Regions from separate parts of the Mus musculus genome. Here regions 2, 3 and 4 are each linked to region 1. The links are chromatin contacts, called in public promoter capture Hi-C maps. All regions are on one chromosome and are shown on one strand. The core of a region is the stretch at or near the end of the contact, and the rest is flanking DNA. Distances in the headings are between cores, read along the strand shown.

Evidence for each region. Promoter capture Hi-C pulls out the DNA fragments that hold promoters and counts their contacts.
Region 2: a contact with region 1 is called in a promoter capture Hi-C map of cranial neural crest. The contact joins the enhancer-like site here to the promoter of Kcnf1 in region 1. A contact is called at or near these places in 7 of 39 promoter capture datasets (the 3T3-L1 cell line, the C10 cell line, cranial neural crest and 4 more) and 1 of 115 datasets of contacts at active chromatin or transcription factors (forebrain).
Region 3: a promoter capture Hi-C map of embryonic stem cells shows a contact between it and region 1, with 2.8 times the contacts expected there. The contact joins the promoter of E2f6 here to the promoter of Kcnf1 in region 1. A contact is called at or near these places in 12 of 39 promoter capture datasets (the 3T3-L1 cell line, the C10 cell line, the SN4741 cell line and 7 more), 10 of 484 Hi-C or Micro-C datasets (the C2C12 cell line, cortical neurons, embryonic fibroblasts and 3 more), 2 of 115 datasets of contacts at active chromatin or transcription factors (embryonic stem cells and forebrain) and 1 of 9 other capture datasets (adipose tissue).
Region 4: a contact with region 1 is called in a promoter capture Hi-C map of embryonic stem cells. The contact joins the promoter of Rock2 here to the promoter of Kcnf1 in region 1. A contact is called at or near these places in 6 of 39 promoter capture datasets (cranial neural crest, embryonic stem cells, hippocampal neurons and 2 more) and 1 of 484 Hi-C or Micro-C datasets (embryonic stem cells).

What each region holds. Positions count from the first base shown.
Region 1 is chr12:17,175,463-17,178,354 of GRCm38.p6, forward strand. It overlaps Kcnf1 (potassium voltage-gated channel, subfamily F, member 1), which reads right to left and starts at 1,426. Exons shown (of 1, transcript NM_201531.4): 1 at 1-1,426. The coding sequence starts at 756.
Region 2 is chr12:16,788,607-16,791,498 of GRCm38.p6, forward strand. The region is part of intron 1 of Greb1 (gene regulated by estrogen in breast cancer protein); the gene reads right to left. Among named protein-coding and RNA genes, the nearest start is that of Greb1, 11 kb to the right of the region's middle. Within about 2 kb of position 1,380, at least 77 of the 459 cell types and tissues checked have an H3K27ac peak or open chromatin away from gene starts, as enhancers often do.
Region 3 is chr12:16,809,533-16,812,424 of GRCm38.p6, forward strand. It overlaps E2f6 (E2F transcription factor 6), which reads left to right and starts at 1,433. Exons shown (of 7, transcript NM_033270.2): 1 at 1,433-1,783. The coding sequence starts at 1,676.
Region 4 is chr12:16,893,449-16,896,340 of GRCm38.p6, forward strand. Rock2 (Rho-associated coiled-coil containing protein kinase 2) reads left to right here and starts at 1,530. Exons shown (of 33, transcript NM_009072.2): 1 at 1,530-1,882. The coding sequence starts at 1,742.

The DNA of each region.
Region 1 (2,892 bases), core at 176-2,675:
GCGCAGCAGGTACTCCAGAGTGAACCAGCCGATGCAAGCCGTCTCTACGTTCTCCAGCGTTGGGTGCTCCACGCGGTTGCCTTCGGAGTCCACCACTTGCAGCTCGGGTATGGTACCCATGCACATGACCACGGAGGAGACAAGGATGAGCAGGAAGGATAGAACCGCCACCACCCGCGCAGGGCATGAAGACTCCGGCTTCTCTAGGAACTTCCAGACACACTTCTGGCAGCGGCGCCAGCGGCCCTCAGCAGCGTCAACACCCAGGTCGTCCAAGATGAGCTGCACCCTGCGCGCGATCTCCTCCAGCTCCTCGCGCTTCTCGCTCAGATGGCTCTTGCAACAGTCATCCAGGAATTTGAGGTCCACCTTCCAGAAGTCCATCTCGTTCTTGAAGCAGATGGGGCAAATGCCCTTCTTCATGTGGACCTCCCCGAAATAGTATACCTCAATGACACACTTGAACGCGTCTGGGTCCCGGTCAAAGTAGAATTCGCGCTTGCCCGGATCGTAATCGTCGCACAGAGAGAAGATGGTGTCGTAGCCCCCCGCCAAACAGTTGATGAGCTCTGCCAACCGGGTCTCAGGGTACTGGCTGAGCAGGTCTCCGTAGAGCACCTGCCGCACGCCCCCCACATTTACCACGATCTCAATGTCTTCGCCTGCCACGGAGTCCTGGCTGCCTGGCTCCGGGAGGCTTTGCTCAGCAGATGCGTCCATGCTCCCCGCGGGTTCGCTTGCAAGCCCCGGTTCCATGAGCCCTGCCGCAGCCGCTGCCAATGCGAGGCCCTAGGGGACAACAACCACCTGCCGGAAAAGGCACTCACAGCGGGCGGAGGCAGGCTGGGGCGCGCCGCAAGGGAGCCATGCACCCAGTGGCGGGGCTGCACGCGGGCATCCAGGAGCGCTGGCGGGGGACTCTGCGGCCGGTGGCCTCCGGTGACACTCACCCACGGGCTCCTTCAGCTCGGTCCGGGACAGGACTTGGTTCTTCTCGTAGGCAGCGTCCTCCTTCCCCGGTTGAGCGGCAGAGGTGGGTCAGCCCGAGAGCTGCGCGATCCGGGCTGTATAGAGAGCTAACTTGGAGTGGCTTTGCCGGAGCGGGTCCGAAACACAATAGGAATTCCAGCCTGACGTCAAACGCTTTGCTACTGTACCCTCTTCTGGTGAGATTTCGCACCGCACGCGCTGCAGCTGCCCAGGAATGAGTTAACCCTTGGGCAGACCTGCACAGCTGCCGCCGCCCTGCCACCGGCGCCACCCGCTGAGTCTGAGGGCTCAGAGGTTAAGATCCAGAGCTTTAAGGCCAGCCCGGCTCAGGCTGCCAAATCCCTCCTGCCCAGCTAGGTGAGAGAGGAAAGAGAACCTCTGTTGCTTACCAAGTCCCTCAAGGGGCAGCCGCGCACTCCTTGGGCACACTCCTTCTGTCCTAGGCTTCGGTAGGCCCTGGATAAGTCCTTGACACTCCTAAGCACTGCCCTGCTGGTGGTGGTGTGACCTTGTACCACAACTTGTCCCAGCCTTCACAATAAAGAGGAAATTGCTTCAGGTCACAAGATGAAAAGGGAGGAAAGCTTAGCCATCACTTCACCCAGGGTTCTCCTGCTAGCCTAGCTGCTAGCTTCCAGCAGGACAACATCATCACCATTAGCTCCCAGAGCCTTGGATTCCTATGACCCCTGTGCCCATAACCCCCTCTACTTTGAGAGAAATCAGTTCTTCCAGTTGGATGCCCCTATATTCCCTCTCATCTTTCCTGAGGCAGAGAACATCTCTGGTTCAAATCCAGGTTCTTGACCATCGGGGTTATCAACCCTGGATCTAGCTATGGCCTGGAATTGGATTTAAAAACATAAGCTGGGCCGAGATGTAGCTCAGTTTGGTAGAGTCCTTTGCCTAGCATGCATAAGGCCCTGTGTTTGTTATCCCGTACCACATAAACTGGGCTTGGGATGTGGGGGTGGGGGTGAGGTGGGGGTGAGGTCTATGATCCAAGCTTTCCCTCACTTAGGAAAGGAGGGCAAGGTCAGAAGTTCAAGGTTATCCTCTAGAGGTGGAAGCTATCCTAGGCTAGGGATTCTCTCATACACACACACACTGACACACACACACACACACACACACACACACACACACACACACAGTTGGAGAGATGAACAGGAAGAGCCAGTAAGAGGGGTGAATAGGACAGTTAAGCTATTCTGTTTGATTGTGTGGTGGCAAACATGTCATTCACACTTGTCAAAACCCACAGGATGCACAAAAGCAAGAGGGGGTCCTAAAGGACACTTTGGCCATGTGGGTAATGACAGATGCTCCATTCCTGGAATTTCCTCCACTGTGACAAGCATTTCACTCCTACAGGGATGTTGACAGTAGAGGGAGGGGGTACTGATTGTGGGGGAAGCTGTAGAGACAAGGGTCTGGGAAACTGCATTTTTCTGTACAAATTTTCTGTGACTCTAAAACTGCTTGTTGAAAAAGACCATTAAAATGTGTTCTGTAAGCTGGATTTCTTAGCCGCTCAAGACCATGCCTGTTTATGAATCATGAAACTGGTATACTGGGCCACTAGCAGTATTTTCTTTAATGGGGTGATATAAAAGTCAGATGCAGTAGAATACAGTACACAAATTTTTATTAGGGAAATATTTTAACAATTTTGATTTTATTTCCATTTAGCACCTCTCCATGGTGTGTTACTCTGAATAGGAAATTGAGGATGAGAAAGGTTGAATGGCAATAACAGTGAACACTAATATAAGAGCACTGTACCCCTAGCACTCTGGGTGCCATGTGTGTGTGTGTGTGTGTAAATATATATACATTATATGTGTGTATATGTATATATACACATATGTGTATATATATGTGTGTGTGTATATGTATATA
Region 2 (2,892 bases), core at 130-2,629, 390 kb before region 1:
GTTTCCTTCACCTTACCCATGTCTCTGGCTCAGATGTCAATCGCACAGCAGCAGCCATCACTCTGCTTCTGTTTGCTGTTCTTCTTAGGCTTTCTCCCAGAGGGGCCCCCAGTTGGTAGAAGACTTAAGAGAAAAAGTACACCCAGTACTTGCTCATCAGTCAGAACACAGATCACTTTGTTGTTCTTTTGTAGTTATGAGTCAGAGTCTCCCTGAATAGCCCTGGCTGGCCTGGAATTCACTGTGTAGACCAGACTGGCTTCAAACTCATAGAGATCTGCCTGCTTCTGACTCCAGAGTGCTGGGATTAACTGTACCATCCATGTTAAAAGGCTGTTCCACATTAGATACCATTTCCTTCTCACTCTGGGGGGCATCTTTTCTCTGTGTCCTTACTGTAAGTATTCCACTTCACACGTTTTGATAGCTGCAGATATCAAATATTCTTTGACATAATTTCTTTATATTATGAGATTTGGGCTTTGAAGAAATGGAAGTTGTATTGTGGTCTTCTCTGCTTAATCAAATATTTACATTATATTTATATTATAGTGAATATATACTGCTAAATATTATAAATTTACACCTATCCCTTATAGGAACTGTTCAAAAGTATCATTGAGGTAACAGATGGTTATTTATTAGGTAAAATGGTTACAATTTCTCTGTGCCCTAGTAAAACCCTGTCTCAAGATAAAACAAAGCAACACAATAGCAATGGCCATCCAGATGATTCAGAGGGTAAAGGCACTTGCTGCCTATCCTACTGACGCTTGGACCCACATGGTAGGACAGAACTGTGCCAAGTTGTCCTCTGACCTGCTATGGCTTGTGCACATGTATACACACACACATGCTCTCTCTCTCTCTCTCTCTCTCTCTCTCTCTCTCTCTCTCTCTCTCTCTCTCTCACACACACACACACACACACACACACACACACACACACACCAAAACAAACAAAAAAAGTGTAAAGATTGATGGTGCCCCCAAATGCTGACAGTGCTTATCTCTAGAAAAAGGAATTTATTTCTTGTTTTGCTTTCTCTTCCACTTATACATTTTCTGCCACCAGCACATATCATCTTTGATTCTGAACAGAATGCTTTTCAATCTTTTAATCAGATAAAGAAATCAATATATTTTCCTCCAAACAAATCAGAGAGCCGGACAGAATTGGCAAATGCTAATGTCGTTGATCAACCCCTGCCTACAATTAACAGTGGGTGTTAGCTCAGGGCTCCCTCACCCTGGCTCCCCACAGGGAGACCTCCTTGTGCTGGCAGGGCAAAGGATGAGGCCAGATAACAGTCTGTAGACATGCCTTTGATGTCCTCGGCCTTCCCTGGGACAGCAGACCAGGGGAAACAAAAGCCCATTCTGCAGCTTTGGCCACAGCCGGACCCCAGGCTCCCCACCTTTTAATACTGCTGGGCTCTCTGGTATGACCTCTGCCCCCACACACAAAGGCCTCATTCAGCAGCATGGCCAGCCATGTTGAAAATTCTCTCCAGATTCAGCCATTGAGAGAATTTTTGTTTCCAAACTAGCTTTGTCTTTCCATGACTCAACTGGACTGAGAAAGGGGTTTTGGAATGAATTGCCAAAAAAAAAAAAAAAAAAAAAAAAAAAAAAAAGATAATTTCTTCCAAAATAATTTAGGGTTCACAAGAATTTTTTCAGGACAAGAAAATTTCAGATACAGTTTGCATAATTGTATTTTTTTCCTTAATTTCTCCAGTGAGCACATCTGTGTATTAGAACATTTTTTAAAGTTATCAGTATCCTTAACAAATGGAAACTCACATTTCCCAGACTGCATTTAAATTCCACATATTGGCTACCCAGGTTTCTAAACCCAACTTCTCAAACCTCTTCAGTGGGTGGGGAGGTCTGATAGGAGCTGATAGCTAAAATTGGCCAGCAGTTTAGGCAAGGCAGTCCCTGAAGGAGCCCAGGCAGGTCATGCCCCATACCAACCACAAGGTTAACTTCACCCTACAGGTCAGGGTGCCCCAGATCAGCCTAGGATACTGCAGGCTGCCAGACGCCATCAGCACAGCCAGTCCGTCTGCCCTGACTCATATCCCCACTCAGCTACTGCACAATCTTGACTCACAGTGTCCTAAAGCTGACTGTATTCATGGCTATCTGGATGCCTAGAGTTACCTTAAAAACACATCTACAGCAACAACTTTGGTTTTTTTGAGACGAGGGGCTCGGGTAGCCCAGGCTAGCCTCAAATCCTCTGTGTAGCCAAAGATGCTCTTGAACTGCTGATTTCCTGCCTCCACCTCCAGCCTGCCCAGTTCACAGGCATACGCCATACACACGGTTTATGCTGGGGGTGGAGCCCAGTGCTCTGTCAATTTCTCTCTCCTCCAGTTCAAAGAAAGATCAACTCTGACCATCTTAGAAATCAGCTCGAAAGCAATTCAGCGGAGGTGAGGAAGCTTTTCCAACAAACGGTACTGGAACAACCCAGCAAGGAAGTGAACCTGGACCTAAACCACAGCACCTTTAACAACAGTTGACTCCCAGAGGCCCACAGACTCAAAGAAAGCATGTGACCAGAATGCAGTTCTTTAAATAATAGAATGTTTTTGTGAACTAGAGTTAGTCAAAGAGCTTATTAATTTAACATCAAAAGCATATTACACAAACACACTTATAGATGCACACACAGACATACATATACAAGCATACAGAGATACACAGATACACACAGATAGATGATAGATACACACACAGAGAGACACACAGACATACATATACAAATACCCGCACAGAGAGACACATAGATACACACATTCAGACATATATATATATATATATATATACAAATACACATACATATATAGACACACAGACAAAGGCACACACAGAGAAACA
Region 3 (2,892 bases), core at 183-2,682, 370 kb before region 1:
ATCATGGCTACTCTGACAAGGGATCACATCCAAGACTCTCTAAGTCTACATGATCTGGCCAAATGCAGACACTCTCTGGATTATAGTACATTCTGGCTGGAATACAGACACCTTCATACACCCTTTAATCCCTAGCAATGAAGGTAAGGTTGGTTTTTAGAAGAAAGCAGACATGTTTAAAAGTAGCATCTAACTAAGGGCAGACAAAGTGAGGAATCAGAGAAAGATTTGACAGAATGAGTCAGAGGATATGCCCAACTCACAAGAGAACAGGGCAGGAAAGAAGCTACTTAAGAAAGGGAGGTGGCAGTTTACTGGGGCAATTTTACAGAGACAGGTTTTTGAGAGAACAAGCTAGTAACTTCGATCAGTAAGAACTCTCCACATTACAAATTTAGAAACTAAGGCACAGAACGACTTTTAGAAACTGGCTTAAGACCTTACAATTTGAAAAGATACCTATGGCTCCAGGTCACTTACTTCTCTTTTCTTTTCTCTTTCTAATTTAGTTTCTGTGCATAGAAGTTTTGCCTACATGTATGACTGTCTAACATGTTAACATGTCCGTGCCTGGTGCCTGTGGAGACCAGAAAAAGAGCATTAAATCCCCCTGGGCCTGGAGGTAACATATGGTTGTGAGCCACCCTGTGGGTGATGGGAATTGAACTCAGGTCCTCTGGAAGTTCTCCTAAACTTAGCCAGTGCTCCTCTCCCAGCCCGTTAAACTGTTTTATCTTTCTCCTCCATTGGATTCTGATATCCAGTCTATTATATTCAAAACAGTATCTTCTTGAGCCAGCCCAATACCTGATATAATAATAAGTAATCAAAAACTGATACAGAGCCGGGCAGTGGTGGTACACGCCTTTAATCCCACTTGGGAGGCAGAGGCAGGCGGATTTCTGAGTTCGGCTACACAGAGAAACCCTGTCTCGGAAAACCAAACCAAAAATAAAATAAAATAAAACTGATATAGAGGGTAAAGTTTGTGGTTTTGGGACAAATTCTACTCTCACTACGAACTTTAGCTGACTTCGAATTCAAACACGTGATCTCCCTGCCTGGGCCTCTGTGGAGCTTGGCTTTGAAGCTTGCACCTTCTGGTCCCTCCAAGATGGCTTGTTTCATGAGCATGTGCTAAGCACCTTTAGATGACTGATGGGAGCCCCACCATCATCGCCCCGGGGCACTCAGAACCTGCAGTCCGCTGGTTGGGACTAGAGAGCGCCTGCTCCGATCCCCCGGAATCCCTGCTCCACCTCTTTTCTTCCCCCAACCCATCCCACCACACACACCCCCACCCCCCGCCGCCGCCATCCTCTCCAAGGATCCATCCTCCGGAACACCCGGGCGTCGGCAGCGGGCGAGGACCGGTGTGCGCGGGAGATCTAACGGACGGCGCTGCGCATGTGCAAACGCGGGTGCACTGCGCATGCGGAAAGATGGCCGGCCAGGGAACCTGAGCGCCTCCGCGGTCACCCTGGTCCCCTCCGAGCCTACCCTGACCCCCTCTGCGCCTGGGCTCATCGCTGCGCGAGTGGGACCGCGGCGCTTCGTGGGTGGAGCCGCAGTGCTCCGTGGGTGGAGCGGGCGGCGCTGAAGGGGCCGGGAACGCGCGCGCCGAGCCTCCGGGGAAGGCGGGAGGGCGCGTGGGGCGCGAGGGGCGCGGGACAGCATGAGTCAGCAGCGGACGGCGCGGAGACAGCCCAGCCTGCTGGTGGACCCGGCGCAGGAAACGGTGCGCCGGCGTTGCCGAGACCCCATCAACGTGGAAAACCTACTGGTGAGCGGGGACCCGGGCCACGGGAGGTCAAGTGCTGTGGGACGCGCTCCTTGCATCGGGCCCTCTGCACAGTGTCGCTTGCTGCCCCGGGGCTCTCCCTGCAACTCCCAATTCTTGAACCGCCCTTTGCTTTTTAAATGTTTCTATTGGATTTTTCTTACTTTGTGTTGGGGTGGGGGCCGCGAGCGCGTGGATTCCACGGGGCACGTGTAGAGTTTAGAAGGCAACTTGGGGCAGTCTGTTCCATGCTTCCAGCCTTGTGGTTCGCGGGATGGAACTCTGGTAGAGTTTGTAAAGCTCGGTGGCAAGTGCCTTAACCAACTGGGCGATCTTGCCTGTCCATCTTTGCTGTCTGACAGGGGAAATGAAAGAGTGAGAAAGTTCCCTCCGTTCCGTGCTTCCCACCTTTCTCAGGGTCCCTGCTGGATTCTTCCTTTGTCCGTTTCTCCTGATCGCTGTTTTCTCAGCAAGGCAAGCTGTATCCAAGCCATTCTGGCGGGTCCTGTGCCATGAGCATTGTCTTGTCTGACTCCTTGGAGCAACCTTGAGATAGTTATTTTTAGAGTTTGTCAGAACTGACCCAGAGATGTGTGTACAGAGATGTCTGGCCTTGGGGCTAGGTAATGAGGAAACTGGGAAGACCCTCAGAATGACTGCAAGTGACAGCCTTTCCCAAACTTCTCTCTCTCTCTCCCTCTCTCTCTCTCTCTCTCTCTCTCTTTAAGTAATTTCTGCTCAGTTTCCACCTGATCTTGCATTACCACCCAGCACTGTGCTGGGGACTCTAGTCCTAAGCACTTGGTAAGATTGTTGTAAATAAGATCCGTAGGTCACTGATGGTTTTGTCAATTACAGTATTCGTTTCACACCCTATCTTGTGTCATAACTAACCACTCACTTTTGGCTGAGAACTCTTTGTTGTGTTTTTGACAGCCATGGTGGGTCCCCTTGTCCCCTTCGCCTTCCTTTTCAGACACGTGGGTGTCATCCAGGATTCTCTACAGTTTGTTCATGTAGGTGACCGCTCACTACTGCTAACTTGTGGCCTGTGATCATGGTAGGTTTTTTTTTTTTTTTAAGGATTTGATAGACGCTCTAAATGAAAACCG
Region 4 (2,892 bases), core at 280-2,779, 280 kb before region 1:
TATTTACCTTGACACCCCAGGGAGCTCTACAGTTCACTATTCAGGGGCATTACACTCTAGCTTCCATAAGTACAAGTTTTCAAATTTAAAAATTCAATATGCTTTTTAGCATTTTTTTGTTGTTGTTTTCAAGACAAGTTTTCTCTGTGTAGCTCTGGTTGTCCTGGGACTCATTCTCTAGACTTAGGTTAGCCTCAAACCCTCCTGCCTCTGTCTCTCCCCAGAGCTGGCATTAAAGACCTATGAGGCCACCACCCTACTTGACATCTTTAGAAGTGGGGGGAAAATCCCATTCAGTTAGGAGCAAGTGTGTTCTCTCACTTGTTTAGCTGCTCATTTCAAAGTGTTCATAATCCCCTTTGCATTTTTTCACTTCCGGTAAATTTTCCCTAGTCTCAACCGGCTTGCAATACCCGTAGGATTCTTCCCGTGAATATGACAAGAGCTTGTTTGGATTATTCAGCTGCTGGAAGATTGGGTCCACTCCCAGGGTTTTGGTCATTGCGAACATTCTGAATAGCCCTGCTGTAAACATCTCCACGCAAAGTCCTCCTCTTTTCGGATCATTTCCTTACACTTGGACTTCCTTAAATGGCCTTACTGGGTCAAAGGGGCTCTGTGAACAGTTTTATAGCTCTTGGCACATAGTTTTCCGATTGCGCCCTGAGAGGATCTGACCAATGGCTAGGGGGCAAGGAGAGGGCAGGAATGCGGAGAAGCAGCCCCTCTCTTTCACTCTCCAAAAGCAAGGGCCCCGCGGATGCAGAAGCGCTTCCTTATTGCCTCCTGTTCCCTCCGCCTGGCCAGTGTCTAAGGTCTAAGGCCAGGCGGGCACCTTGGTCAGGGAAGGGCACAAAGGTTTCTGAGAGTTTAGGATTTATGACCCGGAGGCAGAAACAACTCCTCCAGGCCTCCCAGCTCCGGGACTCAACAGGATTCAAACGAGTCCCACACTCTTAGCGCGGGCTAGGGGCGCGGCCTCCCCGCCCCCTGGGAGCCCCAGGCGCAGGCCTCAGGCGCACCAGGCCTGGGAAGGGCGCTGACCCGGGGCGCAGCAGTTCGGCGCGGCTTGCATAGCTGCGCGCTGAGTCAGCGGGACACAGCGGGCGGGGGGCGCGGACGTCAACTAGGCCTCTGGGTCCGGCCGGCGACGTGGGACACACGACGGGGACCACGGGGCACCGCGCTGCCATCCGTCCCGCCTCCCAGTCCCGCGAACCGGCCCGACGAGGCAGGGAGACTAGCCAGGCGGCGGGAACGGAAAAGAAGCCTGGCTGCTCAGCCCGGTGGCGGGGCGTGGCCGGAGGCCAGGGGCGGGGCGTGCCGCGGGGCCGCGCCGGGGTGGGCGGGGCGGGGCCGGGCCGCGCGCAGCCGACCGCGGGCGGAGGGGCTTGTGGGTAGCGGCGGCGCGCGGCCGAGTAGGGACGCGGCTCCGACTGCGTGTGAGGGGAGCGGGCGTGTGGGCGCGCGAGGCGGCCGGCGGCGATATGCGGGTGGACGGGCGACGGCCCTAGCGGCCTGAGCCCCGAGGGCGGGGTGGTGCGGCGCGGGCGCCCCTTCCCCGCTCCCGCCCGCCGGGTCCTGGCGAGCTCGCTACGGGCCGGGCGGCGCGCGTGCGGCTGAGGGGCGGGGACGCCGTGTGCCTCGCTGCTCCCGGCCGGGCCGGGCGGCTCCTCAGACAGCGGCGCGCGGCGTGCCGGGGCGGAGGTTCCGCGGGCGGCGCTAGGCCCGGCGAAGCGGCATGAGCCGGCCCCCGCCGACGGGGAAAATGCCCGGCGCCCCCGAGACCGCGCCGGGGGACGGGGCGGGCGCCGGCCGTCAGAGGAAGCTGGAGGCGCTCATCCGAGACCCTCGCTCGCCCATCAACGTGGAGAGTCTGCTGGTAGGTGCGGGCTAGGGAGGGAACTCCCCGCCCTGCCTGGTCCCCCCTCGGCCCACCCGCCCCGCTTCCGGCTGCCCGGGGAGCTGGAGACCCAGGTTCCAGAGTGGAGACCCCACCTGGGATTCTCGGGTCCACCTCCCTGCCGAGCGAGTGTCATCTCGGCCGCCCCCGTTCTTGGAGCGCGCAGGGAGGAAACACCCCTGGTCTCCTTCCCGCCTACCCAGTTGGTTTGGGGCGGAAAGGTGGAGGATTGGCTGTGCTTCCTACACTGGGCTACCCAATTTGAAAGTGTCACGCAGTGTGGGAGCTAGGGTGAAAACCCAGGGAGAAAGAAACCCGACGCTCTTCCTATTGGGAGTACCACCGGGGGCACACGACAAAGAGCTCGTCAGGAAGCTGGGAACGCACAGCTAGCTCAAGTTTGCTGCTTTCAGTTGCTCTTGGACATTCCATAGTAGCTATTTAGTACATTTGAATTTATGTAAATTAAATTTCCGGAGATTGTTGCTCTGAAGCCAAGAAATGAGTCTGAATTGTAGAATGGGATAAATCTCTCCCCTTCATCTTGTCTTTCCCATAGCATTCAAAATCCAAATTAAGAGCCTTGGAAAAGGCAGCTAACTGGAGCTCGGTTAAGAAAAGAACACGATTTACAATAAATGCCATGTAGAATGCTGGTATACTTCTGGTCGTGTTGAGGGAAGCGATTATGCTTGGCAAACGAATTTGATTAGTGTGCACCTAGAGTTGCATTTATGGGAAAAAGTGGTGTGAACGTGTACCCTGAGGAGAAGTCGGAAAAAAAAAAGATACTCCGGCTATTAGCTTTGGAGGTCTAGACTTAGGGTGGGTGATCAGGCATTCTGTGCCAAAAAGCATGTCAGACCTGAGCTCTGCTAGGAGAAGCCTAGTGACTCTGTGATGAGAAAAACTGTCTCCTCCCTTTCCACTGACTAACTTTTCTTCTGAGGCCGTTGGTTATCCTTTGAGGTTTCTGGAATCATTTGCAG